2 separate regions of the Pan troglodytes genome follow, and region 2 is linked to region 1. A link is a contact called in public Hi-C data. All regions are on one chromosome and are shown on one strand. Each heading gives the region's core, a stretch centred on a gene start, on an enhancer-like site or on the middle of the called end of the contact. The rest is flanking DNA. Distances are from core to core; before and after follow the strand shown. Region 1 overlaps LTBP1 (latent transforming growth factor beta binding protein 1). Region 2 overlaps LTBP1 (latent transforming growth factor beta binding protein 1).

The links. A called contact is a pair of places that touch in the nucleus more often than the background predicts.
Region 2: a Hi-C map of stem cell-derived neural progenitor cells shows a contact between it and region 1, with 3 times the contacts expected there. The contact joins two enhancer-like sites. A contact is called at or near these places in 2 of 7 Hi-C or Micro-C datasets (induced pluripotent stem cells and stem cell-derived neural progenitor cells).

Annotation. Positions count from the first base shown.
Region 1 is chr12:89,465,794-89,470,100 of NHGRI_mPanTro3-v2.0_pri, forward strand. It overlaps LTBP1 (latent transforming growth factor beta binding protein 1), which reads right to left. Exons shown (of 34, transcript XM_515398.8): 31 at 3,963-4,133. Among named protein-coding and RNA genes, the nearest start is that of RASGRP3, 36 kb to the left of the region's middle. Within about 2 kb of position 2,813, at least 5 of the 24 cell types and tissues checked have an H3K27ac peak or open chromatin away from gene starts, as enhancers often do. A contact at or near this core is called in stem cell-derived neural progenitor cells, where this site is marked.
Region 2 is chr12:89,797,087-89,801,325 of NHGRI_mPanTro3-v2.0_pri, forward strand. The region is part of intron 3 of LTBP1 (latent transforming growth factor beta binding protein 1); the gene reads right to left. Among named protein-coding and RNA genes, the nearest start is that of LTBP1, 87 kb to the right of the region's middle. Within about 2 kb of position 2,660, at least 8 of the 24 cell types and tissues checked have an H3K27ac peak or open chromatin away from gene starts, as enhancers often do. A contact at or near this core is called in stem cell-derived neural progenitor cells, where this site is marked.

The DNA of each region.
Region 1 (4,307 bases), core at 1,563-4,062:
CACCAACCAGCCCACCCAGCATCTTTAATGTCAATGAATTTGTATGCTGGAGGTTAAAATTACAATACAGTGAACAAAAAAACTACCATTGTTTTAAAAAGTAACGGACTGGAAAGCACTGATTTTGGTTTGGCTGACCATGTACACTAGAGATTCTTCTTGGACATTTTATCATAATAACTGTGGATATACAAACTAGAAACAGTATAGCAATGAAGCTAATTTTTTTTTTAAATTTGGCATGTGGTATCTTTTTTCCGCTGATATTCTGTATTTTTCCAAAAATATTATATAATACATACTTCATATGCATTTGTTCTAATCTACTTTTTAAAATGTTTTTCGAAAACTTTAGTTGAAAACAATTTATGCAATATTCTGAAATCCATATTTTTAGAATAGATTTAATATTTAAAATAAAATTCATTTTTAGAATATTGCTACATTATTCAAAAATTCATTTCTCATAACAAAATACTTGAAGGTTTTTAAACCTAGTCAATTAAATTGAGTGTAAATTTTTACAATATTTTGGGGGAATAATTTTATTTATCTATTTGAGACAGGGTCTGGCTCTGCTGCCCAGGATGGAGTGCAGTGGTGCGATCTTGGCCCACTGCAACCTCTGCCTCCCGGGCTGAAGCCATCCTCCCACCTCAACCTCCCAAGTAGCTAGGACTACAGGTGTGTACCACCACGCTTGGCTAATTTTTGTATGTTTTGTAGAGATGGGGTTTCACCATGTTGCCCAGGCTGGTCTCAAACTCCTGAGCTCAGGCAATCCACCCACCTCAGCCTCCCAACATGCTGGGACTACAGGCGTAAGCCATGGTGCCAGCCAGAATAATATCATAAATTTAAAATGTACACACTTAGCCTGGTATTTTTATTTGTCAAAATTTTCTTACTAAGCCATTCCTGCAGATGCATACATGGAGGTTCATTGCAGCATTGTTCATGGGTACCTACCCAAAGGGAATGAACTCATTATATCCAAAAGATATCTGCATTTGTGTGTTTACTGTAGCACTACTCACAATAGCAAAGAGATAGAATCAACCTAAGTATCCACCAATGGAGGAATGGATAAAGACATTCCCTTTGGGTAGGTACGCAGTTAGTGGGATCGCAGGGTAGTTCTATTTTTAGTTCTTTGAGAAATCTCCATACTGTTTTCCATAAAGGCTGTACTAATTTAAATTCAAATGATGTAACTTCTTTTTTTTTTTGAGACAGAGTCTCGCTCTGTCGCCCAGGCTGGAGTGCAGTGGCGCGATCTCGGCTCACTGCAACCTCCACCTCCCAGGTTCAAGCTATTCTCCTGCCTCAGCCTCCTGAGTAGCTGAGATTACAGGCATGCGCCACCAGGCCCGGCTATTTTTTTGTATTTTTTAGTAGAGACAGGGTTTCACTGTGTTAGCCAGTATGGTCTTGATCTTTCCTGACCTCATGATCCGCCCGCCTCGGCCTCCCAAAGTGCTGTGATTATAGACATGAGCCACTGGGCAAGGCCAAAAGATGGTAATTTTAAAATAGCTGCATGGAATCTGTTTTATAGATGTACATGATTTATTTAGACACCTCTTGTGCTGGGCACTTGTTTTTCTTCCTCCCCTAACCTTTCCCTGCCCCATCTTGCCCCAGTCCTGATTTTCCTTTTATAAACAATGCTGCAATGAACCTCCACATATGCACCTGTAGGAATGCCTCAGTAAGAAAATTTCTTTATCCATGTAATACCACTAAGCCGTAACCAAGAATAAAATCGTGTGTTTTACAGCAACATGGGCGGAACTGGAGGTCACTATCCTAATTGAAATTACTCAGAAGCAGAAAGTCAAATACTGAACGTTCTCACTTATAAATGGTAGCTAAACAATGGGTACACATGGACATATGGAATGGAGTAATATACACTGGAGACTCCAAAATGTGGGAGTCTGGAAGTGGGGTAAGGGTTGAAAAATTACCTGTTGGGCACAGTGTTCGCTATTCTTGTTATGGGTACACGAAAAACGCAGACTTTATTTACCACTATGGAATACTTGCAGGTAAGAAATCTACACTTGCACCCCTAAATATATCAATATAAAAAAATTTTAAGTTCTAACTTTCATCTATTTTAAGAGATCCTAGATTGTAAAATGTATCTTGATATAATAGATGTTAAAAATTGGGAAAAATAACCTGTGGACATTGTTATATGTCATAATTATCAGATGACCCCAATCTCAGGGATGCTGAAGTGCAAAATAACAAGCAAAGTGTAGCTTAGATTGATGATATAGACTTCAGTTATAAATACTCTGTTGGATATAAATATATTAATATACAGCAATAACTAATATAAATATATAATGATAATTAATATACAGGAAAATGCTAGGAGGATAAAAACCCAACTGTCAAAAGTGAGTATCTTTAAGAAGCAGAGTTCAACTGTGATGGGGTAGGTGGAGGGGAATATAACCTCTTTGACTATTTTAATACTTTAGGAGGAATACATGTGATTTTTGGGAAAAAATTAGACAATATAAAACCACTGCATAAATAAAAAAGATTTGAGGTAGTGTAGCATTGTGAGAAAATGACTCAAAAGCCTCACTGAACTCACATTAACTTAGTGATTTCACTTTTATCTCCCCGTGGCATCTGCTTCCAGGGCCCGAAACAACCAGTAAAGCTAGTAATTACCCCCTGCTCTACCTACATCCTCCCAGCCCTTGCAACAACCCAACAGGACAGATGTAGACGCCTCCGTTTTACAAATGAGCTGTACAGGGTGAAGTTATTTTCCCCTTGTCATGCAGCTGCTATGGCAGTGCTGGATTCCAGACTCAGTGCCAACTGGCCCCAGACCTGCCCTCTTTCCAATTCTGGGCTGCTATCATTGCCATCTAGTGCTTTGTGTATTTGCTCTTTATCCTTGGCTATTCATTTTCTTCTTACGGGAATTCCCAATTATTTTCTCTTTCATGCTACATTGGTTTTAAGTTATTTCTAAGCTGCAAAGCTAATTTTCTAAAGAGCTTGAAAGAAATATTCTAATTGAATTAACTAAAAATTAATGCATTTCCTCTTTTCAAGCAATTTTTCCCCTCTCGACCATTCTGAGAATATATTCATAATAAACTCCTTTGCTTTCTACTTGCACATGATCTTTCTAGCTTTAACAAGTCAACTTTACAAAAGGATATACTGGACACTTTGGAGTGCTTTCCTTTAATGAGAAGGTGCTATGATGGTAAAAAAGGGAAATTAGCAATCAGTGCACAACTCAACGGTCACCAAACAGCCTAGCCAGGAAGCACAAAGCCAGCACCTTCCAGGCCTCCTCCAAACTGGGAGAGGGGATGAAACTGGGAGCTTAGCCTGTCTCATCTTTTCCATTTGACCAAAGGTTTAAACCCAGATAGATCTAGAACTTGAAAGGAAAGGAGATTTGTTGAAATACTTCTTCGATTACTTTCTGTACTTTTCCCTTTTTGTTCTAACTCGTTTCTTATATCTCTACATACAGAGATTGACATGAAAATTTGGACTTTGACCTAGAATGATTTTCTACCGTCTCTAATACACATTTTGGTCTAAGTAGAAACTGTTAGGAATGAGAAGAATTGTAGTAAAAAATGAACTGCCAGGAAATATAAATTCTAAGCCTATGCCACTGATTGCTAAGTTATGTTTTTTTGGGTCATTTATCATTCATTGGGGTAATGGAATGAGAGTTTCAAAAATTAATGACAGGGTCGGGAGTAGAGGTAAACCAGGAGCCAAATGTTTATGCAATTCTGCCCTACACACACACACACACACACACACACACACACACACACACACGTGATGAAAGTAAGATATCAGGAGTGAAGGCAAAGATACAGAAGAGAATGTCAGGCTACAAAGGAGGTGAGATGAACTTGTCCCCAAAGGCCTCCTGCAGAAACCTTTGGATATGGGCTCACCTGAATCCTTCATGGGGCAGAGGGCACACTGCATGCCCCAGGCCTCTCCATACAGACAGCAGCACTCAGTGTACGTTGTCTGCTTGCCCACAAGAGGCCGGCTACACACGTACTCATCACTCAGATGTTCCCAGCACAAATCTTGGTAGACATCAGTTTCTTCTGTTTGTTCTGAAAGGGAAGACATAGTTCCATGAAAATCGCACAGTTACTCCTATTTATAAACACTGTGTTGGAAGCCAGCAAGTCTCAAAGTTTCCATCTCTATTTCTAAGAGTGACTTCCAAGTAAAAGTCTGAATCCAGTCTGGTCTTTCAATGGATCAATTCTCTGTCATCTCCAACT
Region 2 (4,239 bases), core at 1,410-3,909, 330 kb after region 1:
ATACTGACATAATGGGCTACTATAAAAAGTAAAAGAATCCCCAGCTTTAATCAGCGGTTCTCAAAGTGCGGTCCCCTCCAGCAGCATTCAGCATTGGCACCATCTGCGAGTTTGTCAGCCACCCAAATTCTCCACCCCTCCCCAGACCCACCAAATCGGAAACTCTGAGGTGGGGCCCAACAAGCCGTATTTTATTCAGCAAGCCCTCCACTGGCGATTCTGATTCATGCTCCAGTTTGAGAGCCACTGTTACAGAAGAATGTCAAAAACACCTTGAGCAAGAAAAGCAAGTCTCAGAAGAATACAAACAATATGACATTTGTCTAAAAGTCAAAAACTAAACAGCACAGTATCCAGATATACCTAAAAATGTGGTAACACTATAAAGAAAAGCAGGAAATAACTGATATAAATTATTTTCTGGGAAAAAAGGACAAAGGAATTAACAAGGACCACATAAGAGCCTCTAAGATAATGACAACAGTGTTTTTATTTCTTCAGCTACGTGGTGGGTACAACAGTTTGGGTTTTTTTATTACTGTCCTTTAAAATATGTGTGTTGTAAATCATAATCATTATGAACGATCTCTTTTCTAAAAAGAAAAAATGCTGAACTGAGGTTGAGAATATCAAGTCGTGAACGTAGAATTATACCCCATGTGAACTCAATTCTAACAAACGGCCTACAAAAAATTGAGTACACAGCAAGTGTTAAATATTTGTAGACTATAAAATGTTTACAGTGATTTGATATGCTTTTGCATTCTTCTCCATTCTTCCGAATTTCTCACAATGCATAAAACAACCCAAAAAGATTTTTTTATCTAGAAAGTATGAACAAATACCGTAGACTATAAAATAATTTGGTGTCCACCTCACCATCACTCCCATTTCAGGCTTGGTCTCTTTTCCGGATTTAAAATTCAAATCCTGACTACACAGTTTAGCCTATGAAAAGATAATGGTCTTCCATTCTGGTCTCAAAATGTGTTTTTCCTCTCTAATTTTTCAAAACACTTTCATGGAACTCTACGCAGTTTTGCTTACTTCTCATCTCCATATCAAGGTATGTAGCCAGTTAGAATTTTTTAAATTAAAAGCAATTTATGTGTCATTTAGAACTAAGTAAAACTACACAAGAAAATCTCTTATAAATCATACAAGGACTGCTTTAAGAAACTCATTTGTTTCTAATTTATTTTCTCCGTTAGCAACGTGTTGCTAAAATCACAAGAGAATAGAGCATTGCTCATATGAATTAATTCCTATCCATCGGCAACAAGGGGAACCAAGGGTCGGCTACAGCATCCAAAGAAAGGCAATTATGCACAATGAGCAAAGAAGGTGGTTCGAGGTTGCACTGCCAAGAAATGACATATTCCAGTGGAGTCAAACCCCCCTCTTCAAATTTTGGCATTCTGCGGCATAAAAATAAAACCAAAGAACATTGAAAAGCAAAGCTTGCCACCTACTGCCCACTGGCATAATCGTAAATGTTCAAATTGCATCCTTTTTTTTTTATTTAAACCCTTTTACTAATTGATTGGCATGGATATTTCCATATTGCGTATTTATTCATTTTCACCAGTCTCTGAGAGGAAATGTCAGCCCCTCAAATTTTTAACCAGATGCTATTTCAAACCCTATACATAATCAGCTATAGCCAGTGCACCTCTAACCAGAAAGCAAACCCAACTTCCAAATGGTTATATATGTTGTGTACTGTATATAATAAATCCACCAAAATGCAGTTGTGTTCATTATAGTATCCAGACCAGGGAAGAATTCCTTTGAAAATGTGCCAGCTCTGTCCTATGCTTCCAGGCCTGTCATCATTCTAGATGATATGGAATACAAAACCCATTTTCTGATCCTTATAGATTTTAAAATCCAAACATTAATAGCTTAACTGCCTTCAGCTAGTTTATAAATAGTTGATATACATTCACACTACAAAATTTTAAGTAGAAGCCCAGCTAAAACACCTCAAAGATCAGCTTTAAACATTTAAACTTAAATACCTTAATTATATTAATACCGACAAGTGTTTTCATGGGTTCTGAAAATGTTTTCAGTATTCCTTTTTCATTTGAACTTATTCTAAAGAAGTCTGAGAAATAAATGCATTTTAGCCTTTTTTTTTTTAGAACAACAATCCTTCAAGTCTCGTCTCTTTCTTCTAACTCTGTAGATTTGCGTATACACACCATCATTCCCTCAAAAACAATCCAGAACGCTGCTAAGGAGAAAGTGAAACTTTGAATTAAAGAAGAAAATGCCATCTGAGAGAAAGATGCCCTAACAGCCAGTCACAAACCCAATTAGGACGGTGAATGGTGCAAACACGACTCCATCTGCTCTCCTGTCCCCCAGGGAGCCGGGGAGGGGGTTAGGGCCGTGGCGTCTTGAGAGGCTTATGGCAAACAGTCTCATCACATCACATCGATAACTCCTGAGGCCCTTTGAAATACAACTTTAAAGGCTTCTGCCTGCTGAAACTGTCCATATGCAAAATAGCACCAAAGCTAGTTGAAGTTTTTTCGTTGTCTGGGAACTACTATAAAGCAGACAATAAAAAATAATTCATTTTCAAGACAGATGGCACCATAATGTTGCACTATTTTCTAGTGTGCATTTTTTCCTAAACACTAGAGGCAGCGTCTCCATACAAAAGAAAGTCCATCCAGCTGTAGCCAGTTAGCTTTCAGATTGCTGTTTCTGTAGAACATCACACACATTTAAAAAAAAAAAAAGTCCCTTTTTTCCCCACCATAGTCAGCTCAACCCTTTCTTCTAAAACTCTATAGGAGCTATTATTTCATGCACTATTATTGTCAGTGTTTCTGATCTCTTTCCTGCTTGCATCTGATTGTTCACACCTGAGAACACCTAGAAGTGGTTTGTACTTGTAAGGTTAAAGTTTAGTTAGATCTTCCTACATTCTGTCTGCAATTCAGAAGGGTGCCTGGTGCACACAGGTAATGATACAGTAAGTTAATCCTTTAATTAATTTAATCCAGGCCCATTAACACCAGAACTGGGCTTTGACTGAACAGATAAAATATTTGACTTAATATCAACAGAGGGGACAGTATTACATGTTTTGTCCTATAAAAATATAGCTCTCTACTAAAAATGAAAAAAAACCCACTTATACTAGAAATGATGGAAGAAACATTCCAGTTATCAATTATTCATTGAAACTAAAGAATATTTAGTTTGGCTGCTAGCACACTGCCTGGCACACAGTAAATATTCAGTAAATGCATGTGAAATTGAAAGTCCCAATCATTTCTTTTGGTTTCTTGTCAAAGACTTCCTAATGGAGCTTGATCGAATCCTTGTTTTTCATGAACATCCTAAATTATTTGAACATAAAGCTGAGCTTGATCAAATCCTTGTTTTTTATGAACATCCTAAATTAATCTGAACATAAAGCTGATATGAATATGTAAGCTTTTTAAAAGAAGCATAGCCTTTCCTCACTAGGTATGAAAAGCATTTCTGATTCTGTGAAAGGCAATTACTATTATTTTTACCAAGCAGCATGTTACTACACTACTTCACAAAGCAAATCACAAAAACTTTCCTAGCAACTTTAGACCTTAATAGCTAAATTAAATGAATATAAGTCTGAAACAAAAACTGCTTTATTTATTAATAGTATCAAATACATATGCAATTTTTGTGTCATACTGTTACTTATATTATTTTAAATAATAACTAATGAGAATGCAGTCCAGCTAGGAAGACATTTAGAGCCTAACAACCTGTTGGTTATTATACATCTGTGTGTGATTACCCAAGGTTCCTTTCCAGTTCACCAATACAGGATAATCAAGATGTAGGACTTCTGTCACCTAAAGGAGGGGGAATATAGGTGAGTGGATCACTCCTAGTGTAGCAGGAAAAACACAAAGATACACGGAAGTTCGTATCGATAGGGGTAGAGATAACACAAAGTAGTTATGGCAAAGCTGTAAAGCCAACAAAGATAAAGGTAGAAAACTCTTGAACATTTGAAACAGGAAAAAAGACCTTGATTATTCTACAGAGCATGATGTGTTAGTTTGATCAACACAGAGGGAAATCAAATCTGGTTTTGATTATGGGTTGATGAATTTAAGTCTAGGGATAGAGTGGAATAAGGAACAGGAAGGCTTCAACGACATCCCCTACTTTCCTGTTCCTAAAGAGGATAAGATTACATATCATTCCATTTAACATAGGTAGAGAGAG